Linked DNA regions of Mus musculus: region 1 is linked to region 2. A link is a contact called in public HiChIP or PLAC-seq data. All regions are on one chromosome and are shown on one strand. The core of a region is the stretch at or near the end of the contact, and the rest is flanking DNA. Distances in the headings are between cores, read along the strand shown. Region 1 holds the start of Tmsb15l (thymosin beta 15b like). Region 2 has its middle 26 kb from the start of H2bfm.

Region 1 (4,645 bases), core at 1,322-3,821, 75 kb before region 2:
AAGAGAAAATATTTTTCACAAAGTTGTGTCACAAACTAGGGAGAAATGATCAGCACTATTCCCCAAAATCTTATGCATAATGCTTAAAGAACATCTATGTATTCTTAACTCAGATCGACCTGTTAACATTTCATCTCATTTGCTATACTATATGAGCATGCATTCTCTATACACAGGGAAACACTTATTGCTAGACAGAAAACTGCATGCTCGCGCGTGCGTGTGTGCACGTGCGCGCGCGCGCACGCACACCCACACACAGACACACACACACACACACCCTACTTTTTTGAGACAGAGTCTCTCTGTGTAGCGATTGCGGTCCTATAACTTACTCTATAGTTCAGGCTGGCAGCCAGGCAGTAGTGGTGCATGCTTTTAATCATAGCACTCGTGAGGCTAAGGCAGGCAGATCACTAAATTCGATTGAGGCTAACCTGGTGTACAGTGTGAGTTCCAGGATACCCAGGACTACAGAGAGAAAATTTCAAAAAACAAAGCATAATAAACAAAGAAAAGATAGACCAGGTTTGTTAGGTGTGCACACTTTCAATGTAACTGAATGCTGCCTAACATTTATGCCTCACACACAGATTTCTACCCTGCCAATCCATGTTCAACAGTTCCTGTTGCTCCACCTGCAGGCCAGCAGCAGGCACTACCTGACATTAGTTTTCCAACCCAGTGCCAGTAAAATGAAGTCTCATGATTTGATTTTCCTGATTGTTAATAATGCTGAGCATATTTACATATGCCAGTTGGACATTAGGATCTCTTCTTTTGTTAATCATGTATTCAAGACATTTTCAGGTTTCTTGTTGAGTTTTGTCAGTTTTTCCAATTAATTATGGGAGTTATTTGTTCTCACTTCAATCCTTTGTGTGTTCTCTTTACAGTGTCTGTGTGTTTCCTGAAGAGCAATCTTCTTTGAATAGATAGCCTTAGTTTTTTCTTTCACATTTACTTCTCTAAATATATTTGGAATTGACTTCACGTGAAATGTGAGGATGGGGGCTGGAGGTGAGAGTGCATTCTTAGCATGTGCAAGGCCCCAGGTTCAACCCTAGCATGTAAACACTATGAGGCTAGATGTTCACTTTCAAATTTTCTAGATAAATATTCAGGTATCCTTATATCATTTGTTGACAAGCCTTTTTCTCCATATTCATTTATAACAAAATACTATCAAATATGGAGCATTTGTATATCCTGAGTCAACTGTCTCACAGTTCTCTATGTCTATGTCTGGGCTATGTTGCCATTGCTTAATGTTGTCTCTTCAATATAATTCCTGGCTCAGGTGGGGAAAGGATGGAGGGAGAGAGTACTGAGATCGGGCGAGGGGCTTCTCTGGGATGAGCTAGAGACCTAGGGCGATGGAAACTCCTGGGAATCTATGAAGGTGACCTTAGCTAAAACTCCTTGCAATGTGGGATATAGAGCCTGAGCTGCCATCTCCTGGAACCAGGTGAGACTTCCAATGGGGAGACTGGGACACCAACCCAGCCACATACCTTTATACCTATAATTTGTCCTGCCTACAAGATGTGCAGGGGGAAAAGATGGAGCCAGTATATGCCCAGGAGTAGGGCCATCTGCTGGAACATGTGTAACCTCTCAGGGACCTCACCTTTCAAGAAAACTGCATCTCTCTTTCCAAACAACTGTCAACTGTCAGTACTTCTCAGCTAGGGGCAGGACTTCTGGTGCTCCTTACACCCCTGGCCACGCTGAGATATGGTCTTATTTTAATTTTGATCAAGTTATGTACCTGTAATCACATCTGTTCAAAAAACACTGTAGTAGTCCAGTGCCTCTAGCTCTTAAAAATCGTTCAGCCCCTCTTCTGGGAAAACCCCTAAGCCTTGTGAGGAGGTAACTGCAGTTTCCATCTTCTGTTTCTTGTGCATCAACCAAAGTTCTAAGTGAAAACTAGTGTCTGTAGATGGCCTTGTGCTTATTCTAAAGTAGTTCTTCTCCTGGTCAATGGCACAAAAAGTCTAAACTGTCACATGAGTACATAGGCAATGTTCAGGAATGCATGGCCCTGAACCACTGACTCTCACGTCTGCATTACGAGCAGAGCAGAGATTAGACAGAGGTTACTGAGCATCTGTTCAAACAGCAACAACAACAACAACAAAAGCAACAACAACAACTGTAACAACAACAACAAGAACAACAAAAGCAACAACAAGAATGCAGGGTACAACTCATTCAGTTTGGCCCCCGATGTCCAGATATTAAAATTTAACTGGGTAAGGTGTAGCTGTTTAATGTGAGGCTTCTAAATCGGCGGAGGAAAGACTGCATTTGTAAAGAAGGAATTGTGAACCCCAGGGCTAAAGCTGTGGAAGAGAAGGGGAACTGACCCTTGCCAATCATTATCTCTTAGGCATCATCAAGCCATGCTATAGGTGGGCTGCAGGTAAACAGAACAGAGACAGCCACCCAGAACACTAGACCTGAGGAGGGGGCGTGTCAAGCCAAGATGTGTCCAATCAGGGACGCCTGTGTAGGGATTACGTTTAGACCTTCTGTTCAATCATAGAGGGGATGGGCGGGATATAGGGGCGGGACCCGTGGCAGAGTTAATCAGTTGGTCACTGCACTCCTGAGCACAGTCCTGATCCAGAGGTAACTGTGGACATAACTGCTGGCCTGAAGGGAGCCTTGGAACCGGCAGGTGAGTATCTCCCCTGGCATTTGCGGGACCAAGCACAGTGGCGACTGCTAGTGCTTGCTCTATCGTCTTTGTGTTTTCAGGCAGACCAAGCTGTCTGCTCACCCGAGTTTACAGATTTCCCTGTTTCTAGCCGGTGCAGAGCATAGTCCTGGTAGTGGTGGTGGTGGTGGTGATGGTGGTGGTGTCCCCACCCTGGGAGGTTCAGAGGGACCAGCAGCTTCGAGGAGTTAGTGAAGGCTGGAAGTAGGGTTTGGTTGGGTGGGAAAGGGACTTTTAGGGTTGTGGTTCTCGCCCCTCTGTCCCGCCCTGTGGTTACAAAGTTGTGAATCCCAGTTTTTCTGGCTTTCAGCATAAAAGAGGGCCTTCGGGTATCCTTGATTGAATGACATTGTGTTTGGCCATGTGGAAGCTTTGAAGATAACGATTCTCCACTATACTTTGGTTAACAGATTGTGTCCTGCCCCACTGGGGTGATACAGAAGATTTCTGCCTTCTGACCTTTGGGGTCTTTTCCTATTGTTCCTTTCCTGATCCACTTGTGAAATTCAGAAGATGCCAGGGATGGCTCCATGTGTACCTTGCTTTCCTACCTAGTAACAGTGAAAACTGTGAAGTAGAACTTAACTCTCTTTGGCTTACTTGACTCTGCTAAAGTTCTGAGTCTCAACCTGTTTATCTTCCCCCCCCCCCCTTACATGTTTATTAAGGCTACAAGAAGATATTGTGTGAGACTTGTATTCGCCTTTCATTCCTACTCTAATGGTTAATATACCAGCTTTCATCATCCTTTAGAAGTCAGTACAGTGTTGTTTGACATTTTTTCTGCATGATGCTCACCACCATTCCCAAATACCCTAAAAGTAACTGCCTAGAAGGTGAAAATGCTCAGATAGTCCCTCACGTCTTCCCTAGTCAAATCTAGCCCTTATTTGCTCTTCTATTCTTATCTGCTAATTTTTGTCATTTCTATTTTGCCTTTGCTGGGAATTTTAAAGTGAGCCACACCCCCACGTCTCCACAGCCAGTTTCTAGAGTATCTTGCTTTCTTGAACATCTTTGTCTGCTGTCATTTACTTTCACCAGAAATGAGCTAATGCATTGCAATCAGAAGACTCTAAGACAAACATGACTTTCTAAGATCCGTTGTTTTGGAAAACAGCATGCAAAACATTCACTGATAGTAAATGAATGTTTTTACTGTGACTCTTAATCTGATCATGGTTCTAGTGGGCAACTTTGTTTTGTCTTTCTTATAGACAAGATGAGCGATAAACCAGACTTGTCAGAAGTTGAAACGTTTGACAAATCAAAGTTGAAGAAAACTAATACTGAAGTAAAAAATACTCTTCCGTCGAATGAAAGTAAGTCATGGGGTTTCTAGTAGGGAAAGTTGCTGTAGTCAGTCAACAAACCTATGTTATGTTCTTTTACAGTTTTCATGAGTAAATAATATCTTACCAGACTTAATAGTTTAAAATATCCAGTAGCTGATTCTGTTACTGGGGATATGTAAGTGCTTCCTGCATAACAAACATCAGTAGTATAAAGAAACAAAAGCTATTTTCTGTTGAAAATTATGAAACTCACATTAAAATTAACCTTGAAATAATTGACAAAAAAAAAAAAGCCAACCAAACAACAACAACCAAAACCCAGGGATATACACTTGTAATCGTGGTGTTTGCTGCCTTGACAAGGTTGAGTGTGATCTTGTCCCCCTAGTGGACTGTGCCAGTGCTTCTGACCTTTTGTAAATGGAGTGACTTCAGATCTCGAATATGCTTGCTGCCCCCAGACGCAGAGGTTTGCTGCTGTTCCCCAGATTTTCAGCTTCCTGGAGAATATCACTCACAAATGCTGTGCCATGCTTTGCCCTCTGTTACACCAAAATTATCAGACAGTTCCAAAAAGCAGACAAAACTGTTTGAAAATATCCCTTTCCCTATTGGAGTGTGGTAG
Region 2 (4,587 bases), core at 1,324-3,823:
TTAATGAGGGATTTGGGATGGCCTAGTAATATCTTGCTTTTTTGAAAGGTTCAACAGTATTTTTAGGTATACCATGATAATTATTTTTATTTACACTTCCTTTTAGTTTAAGCTTGTACAAACGCCAATTATTTTATTTACTTCTGGACCATGGTCAGTTTCACAGATAGTCTCAAAAGTACCAAAGTAGGTGTGATTTTTGGGGATGAAATTGAGAACTGTCTAGGCATGTGCAAAATAAATCTGGGACAAAATATGATTACCTTAGTCATGTCAACATTTAACCCAGCATTCAGGAGGCAGAAATCAGGCAGATTTCTATGAATTCAAGGCCAGCTTGGTCTACAGAGTGAGTTCCAGGACAGCCAGGGCTACATAGAGAAATGCTGTCTCATCCCCACCAAAGCAAATATGAATTACATATGTACCCGTATATGGTGTTCAGCAGGTGTTTACCATGTATTCCCACTGGAGTCAGCCACACTTCCCTTTTATGTTTAAAATGGTTGAGACTAGGGTGAATGAGAAAGGGTCAAGGAAAATGGATGGAGAGAAAAGCTCTCTGGCATTAAAAAGGCTTTGAATGTACTTCCTGTTTTCACGGGCATGGCAATAATTTATGACTCAGGCAAATGAATTCCAATGCTTTTATTCTGTCCAATACTATAAATTGAATGGAAGATGTCATTGTAGCTGTCACCATTGTAGATTCAAGAACCAAATTACTTGGTAGCCACAGGTGAGCCACACAGGGATTTAGAGATGGCATTGAAGTTTATATTCTCTTACTTATTAAAGCTTTACTTACATAATGGTAAAATTTTAAGGAGTTTATTATAGCAAGAGGCATCTGCACTCCATTATTATAACACTTAAGTTTTTAATCGAGTTTCATTATTAGAGCTGAGGGAGTTTTTATAGAACTATGATGTTGTTTGAAATAATTTATCTAGATTTTTTTGGATTGGTTTCTCAGTTTTGAATGGACCATATTCATGTCATAAGCCTAATCTGGATCAATAGAAACCTAAACACTACTGGATGCCTAATCTGTAGTTTTCCAAGAGTGTTTACTGACCTCAAAAAAAAAAATAGCTTTGAGAGTACCTAAGCTAGCTTGTAAGAAGGCAGGATCTAAGTTGAAAAGATATGCAAGAAGAGTTGATCTGTAATCAGGCTAAACTATTCTATTTCTCCTTAGCAAGGTTTCTATCCTCTCTAAACTATATCTCCTAAATGAAGCAGCCAGTGCTATAAAAAATGCACCTGGCTTATAAGCACTGTGGCCTTTCTTCCATTGTCTGAAAATAATGGAGACATCCGGCCTTCCAGGCAGAATCTTACAGCTAGTTCTTACAGTGAGGTAAATTTGGGATAAATTGATGAAAATATCACCTTTCATAGGAGATTTAACAACAACAAGAGTACTGTTCAGAAATATGTCTTTGATTTTATTTCCCAATTCTCAACCTGCAATGATTTTTCCAACAGGAAATAAAATGGAGGGCCATTTGTTTCCCAGTTGACCACACAGTTTGGTCCATAGGATAATACTAGTTTGTATAGATTTTCACTGAATCCAATTAATCATGCTATAGGACCATTATCTTTCAACTTCTGAATTACAACATTACAATTCCTGATTCTAACGGAATTCTTGTTATTCTTTATCACCAAAACTTTCAAGAACAATGAAGTATGAAATTTATTTTTCTGTATTTATTTGGATGCTGTTATATAATGTGAGATTCATGAAAAAGAGATAAAATTCTATTTATTAGTAAAGGAAAACACTAGTCGGAGAGCCTTGGTTCTTTAAGGATATCAAGAAGAATGATTAAATATTTACCTTTAGTATATTGCATTAAAAGAGTAGATGTCTGAGATTTATAAAAGATGCATGTTATTTTGGTGGATAATGAAAATTTCCATCTTTTACTTAAAAGTGAAGCAGCATTTTTATCTTTCAAGGCTGTTGAAAATTGCCACTTGATCTTATGGGAGATAATGATCCACTGTCTCAAATTTGATTTCAGTTATATTTACCTATAAAAATATTACTTACCTTGCAAACTCCAGTCCCTTTCAGTCCACTGGCATGAAATTGTGTTTGGTCTACACAACCTGTGGTTGTTCTTCTCAACATGAAAAGAATTTCATTTGGATTTCTATATGCAGTTAATTATATTCTTCTTTCTGTTATAGTTACTTATATGAGTTCTTGGCTTGGAAGTTCCCAAAGCAAACCAATCACCCTTTGCTTGGATTTGGGGTACTCTCTCCCTGAGGGTGGCTATGATCAAAATACAATGTATGCATCTGCAAAATTCTCAAAGAAAAATAAAAATGTATTTTCAAACATTTAAATATGAGAGATTTGATTCATTTAAAGCTCCTTAGCCATTACACAAAGGCTTTAACTTTCCCAGCTTTCAACTTCCTTTCATTCTCCCATTAACCTCTCCCTATCTTTCCATAGGTTACAGATTTATTGAACCAATCCATTACATCCCCCAACCAAGCCATTACCGCTAATTTTCTAAGCAGAGCAGTTCAACTCTAGGCTTCGCCCAACCATGCTGTAATGTTTGAGCAATGAAAACACCTAGATGGGTATTTGGCTAAAACAAACACAATTTCTTTCTCTGAGAGAAAAATTCACAGTTATTTAACTATAAAACTGACACTTTCATTTTTTCCTATATTAGTTAGTCATGTTGTTTTGCAAGCATGAATTGATGAGCACCTGGTCTAATAGAGCCGTAATATGATCAAAAACAGAGGAACAGATGTGGGGTACATTAGGTGAGAAAAACAAACCAACAAACTATGATGACTCTGTAGATATGGAGAGGGAAGAGGTCTATACACCATCAGTGTTTGCAGCCTGAGCAATTAAGGACCTCCACCTCCACCCCCGCCCTTTTTGTTTTTTGGGTTTTCACAAGACACCATTTTACTTTTGTCCTGGTTTGCAAAGGTTCCCATTTTAAAATAGAGAATACCAAAATACTGACATATTCCTCTTATCATTCTCCGTTCTTATGTCCTTTTTTGAATGGCTATAAAGCTGTAATTTAAAATGGACAAAAAGACTGAACATGGAGCAGAACTTTAATCCCCTGAACTTGAGGCAGGTGGATGCCTATAAGATCAAGACCAACACTGTGAGACCCTGTCTCAAAGAAAACCCCACAAAACAACAACAACAAAACAAAACAAAAGCAAATAATTACAAAAAAGCCTTAAAAAAAAAGAACCCATGGGCACACTTGTGAAAGAACACTTGTGAAATGTTTATGTCAGCCTCCTGAAGAATATACTAGACATTCTATGGAGGCTTTCAAGAAACCAGTTAGTTCACTTTGAGTATTCAATATCTTTTGTGGTAGTGTTTATTCTGTGGCTTCTGGAACCAGAATGATCCTTGCTTTTCTGATTTTTTGCCCTATGATTGATTTTATTTTTTTTATTATTTTTTATTAGGTATTTTCCTCGTTTACATTTCCAATGCTATCCCAAAAGTCCCCCATACCCACCCCCACAATTCCCTACCCACCCACTCCCCCTTTTTGGCCCTGGTGTTCCCCTATACTGGGGCATATAAAGTTTGCAAGTCCAATGGGCCTCTCTTTGCAGTGATGGCCGACTAGGCCATCTTTTGATACATATGCAGCTAGAGACAAGAGCTCCGGGGTACTTGTTAGTTCATATTGTTGTTCCATCTATAGGGTTGCAGATCCCTTTAGCTCCTTGGGTACTTTCTCTAGCTCCTCCATTGGGGGCCGTGTGACCCATCCATTAGCTGACTGTGATCATCCACTTCTGTGTTTGCTAGGCCCCGGCATAGTCTCACAAGAGACAGCTATATCTGGGTCCTTTCAGCAAAATCTTGCTAGTGTATGCAATGGTGTCAGCGTTTGGAAGCTGATTATGGTATGGATCCCTGGATATGGCAATCACTAGATGGTCCATCCTTTCGTCACAGCTCCAAATTTTGTCTCTGTAACTCCTTCCATGGGTGTTTTGTTCCCATTTCTAAGACAGGGTTAAGTGTCCACACTTTGGTCTTCCTTCTTCTTGAGTTTCATGTGTTTTTCACAAATTGTATCTTATATCTTGGGTATTCTAAGTTTCTGGGCTAATATCAGTGAGTACATATTGTGAGAGTTCCTTTGTGATTGTGTTACCTCACTCAGGATGATGCCCTCCAGGTCCATCCATTTGCCTAGGAATTTCATAAATTCATTCTTTTTAATAGCTGAGTAGTACTCCATTGTGTGAATGTACCACATTTTTTGTATCCATTCCTCTATTGAGGGGCATATGGGTTCTTTCCAGCTTCTGGCTATTATAAATAAGGCTGCTATGAACATAGTGGAAGATGTTTCTTTCTTACTAGTTGGAACATCTTCTGGATATATGCCCAGGAGAGGTATTGCTGGATCCTCCGGTAGTACTATGTCCAATTTTCTGAGGAACCGCCAGACTGATTTCCAGAGTGGTTGTACAAGCTTGCAATCCCACCAACAATGGAGGAGTGTTCCTCTTTCTCCACATCCTCGCCAGCATCTGCTGTCACCTGAA

Evidence for each region. HiChIP or PLAC-seq counts read pairs in DNA pulled down with a chosen protein or histone mark.
Region 1: a contact with region 2 is called in a PDX1 HiChIP or PLAC-seq map of a beta-TC-6 cell line, with 7 times the contacts expected there. The contact joins the promoter of Tmsb15l here to the enhancer-like site in region 2. A contact is called at or near these places in 2 of 39 promoter capture datasets (the 3T3-L1 cell line and hippocampal neurons), 3 of 484 Hi-C or Micro-C datasets (the AML12 cell line, Sertoli cells and nephron progenitors), 1 of 115 datasets of contacts at active chromatin or transcription factors (a beta-TC-6 cell line) and 1 of 9 other capture datasets (pancreatic islet).

The regions. Positions count from the first base shown.
Region 1 is chrX:136,974,800-136,979,444 of GRCm38.p6, reverse strand. It overlaps Tmsb15l (thymosin beta 15b like), which reads left to right and starts at 2,571. Exons shown (of 4, transcript NM_207267.4): 1 at 2,571-2,686; 2 at 3,943-4,047. The coding sequence starts at 3,948. Tmsb15b1 (thymosin beta 15b1) reads left to right here and starts at 2,571. Exons shown (of 3, transcript NM_001081983.1): 1 at 2,571-2,686; 2 at 3,943-4,047. The coding sequence starts at 3,948.
Region 2 is chrX:136,899,442-136,904,028 of GRCm38.p6, reverse strand. No RefSeq gene overlaps it. Among named protein-coding and RNA genes, the nearest start is that of H2bfm, 26 kb to the left of the region's middle. Within about 2 kb of position 2,573, at least 2 of the 459 cell types and tissues checked have an H3K27ac peak or open chromatin away from gene starts, as enhancers often do.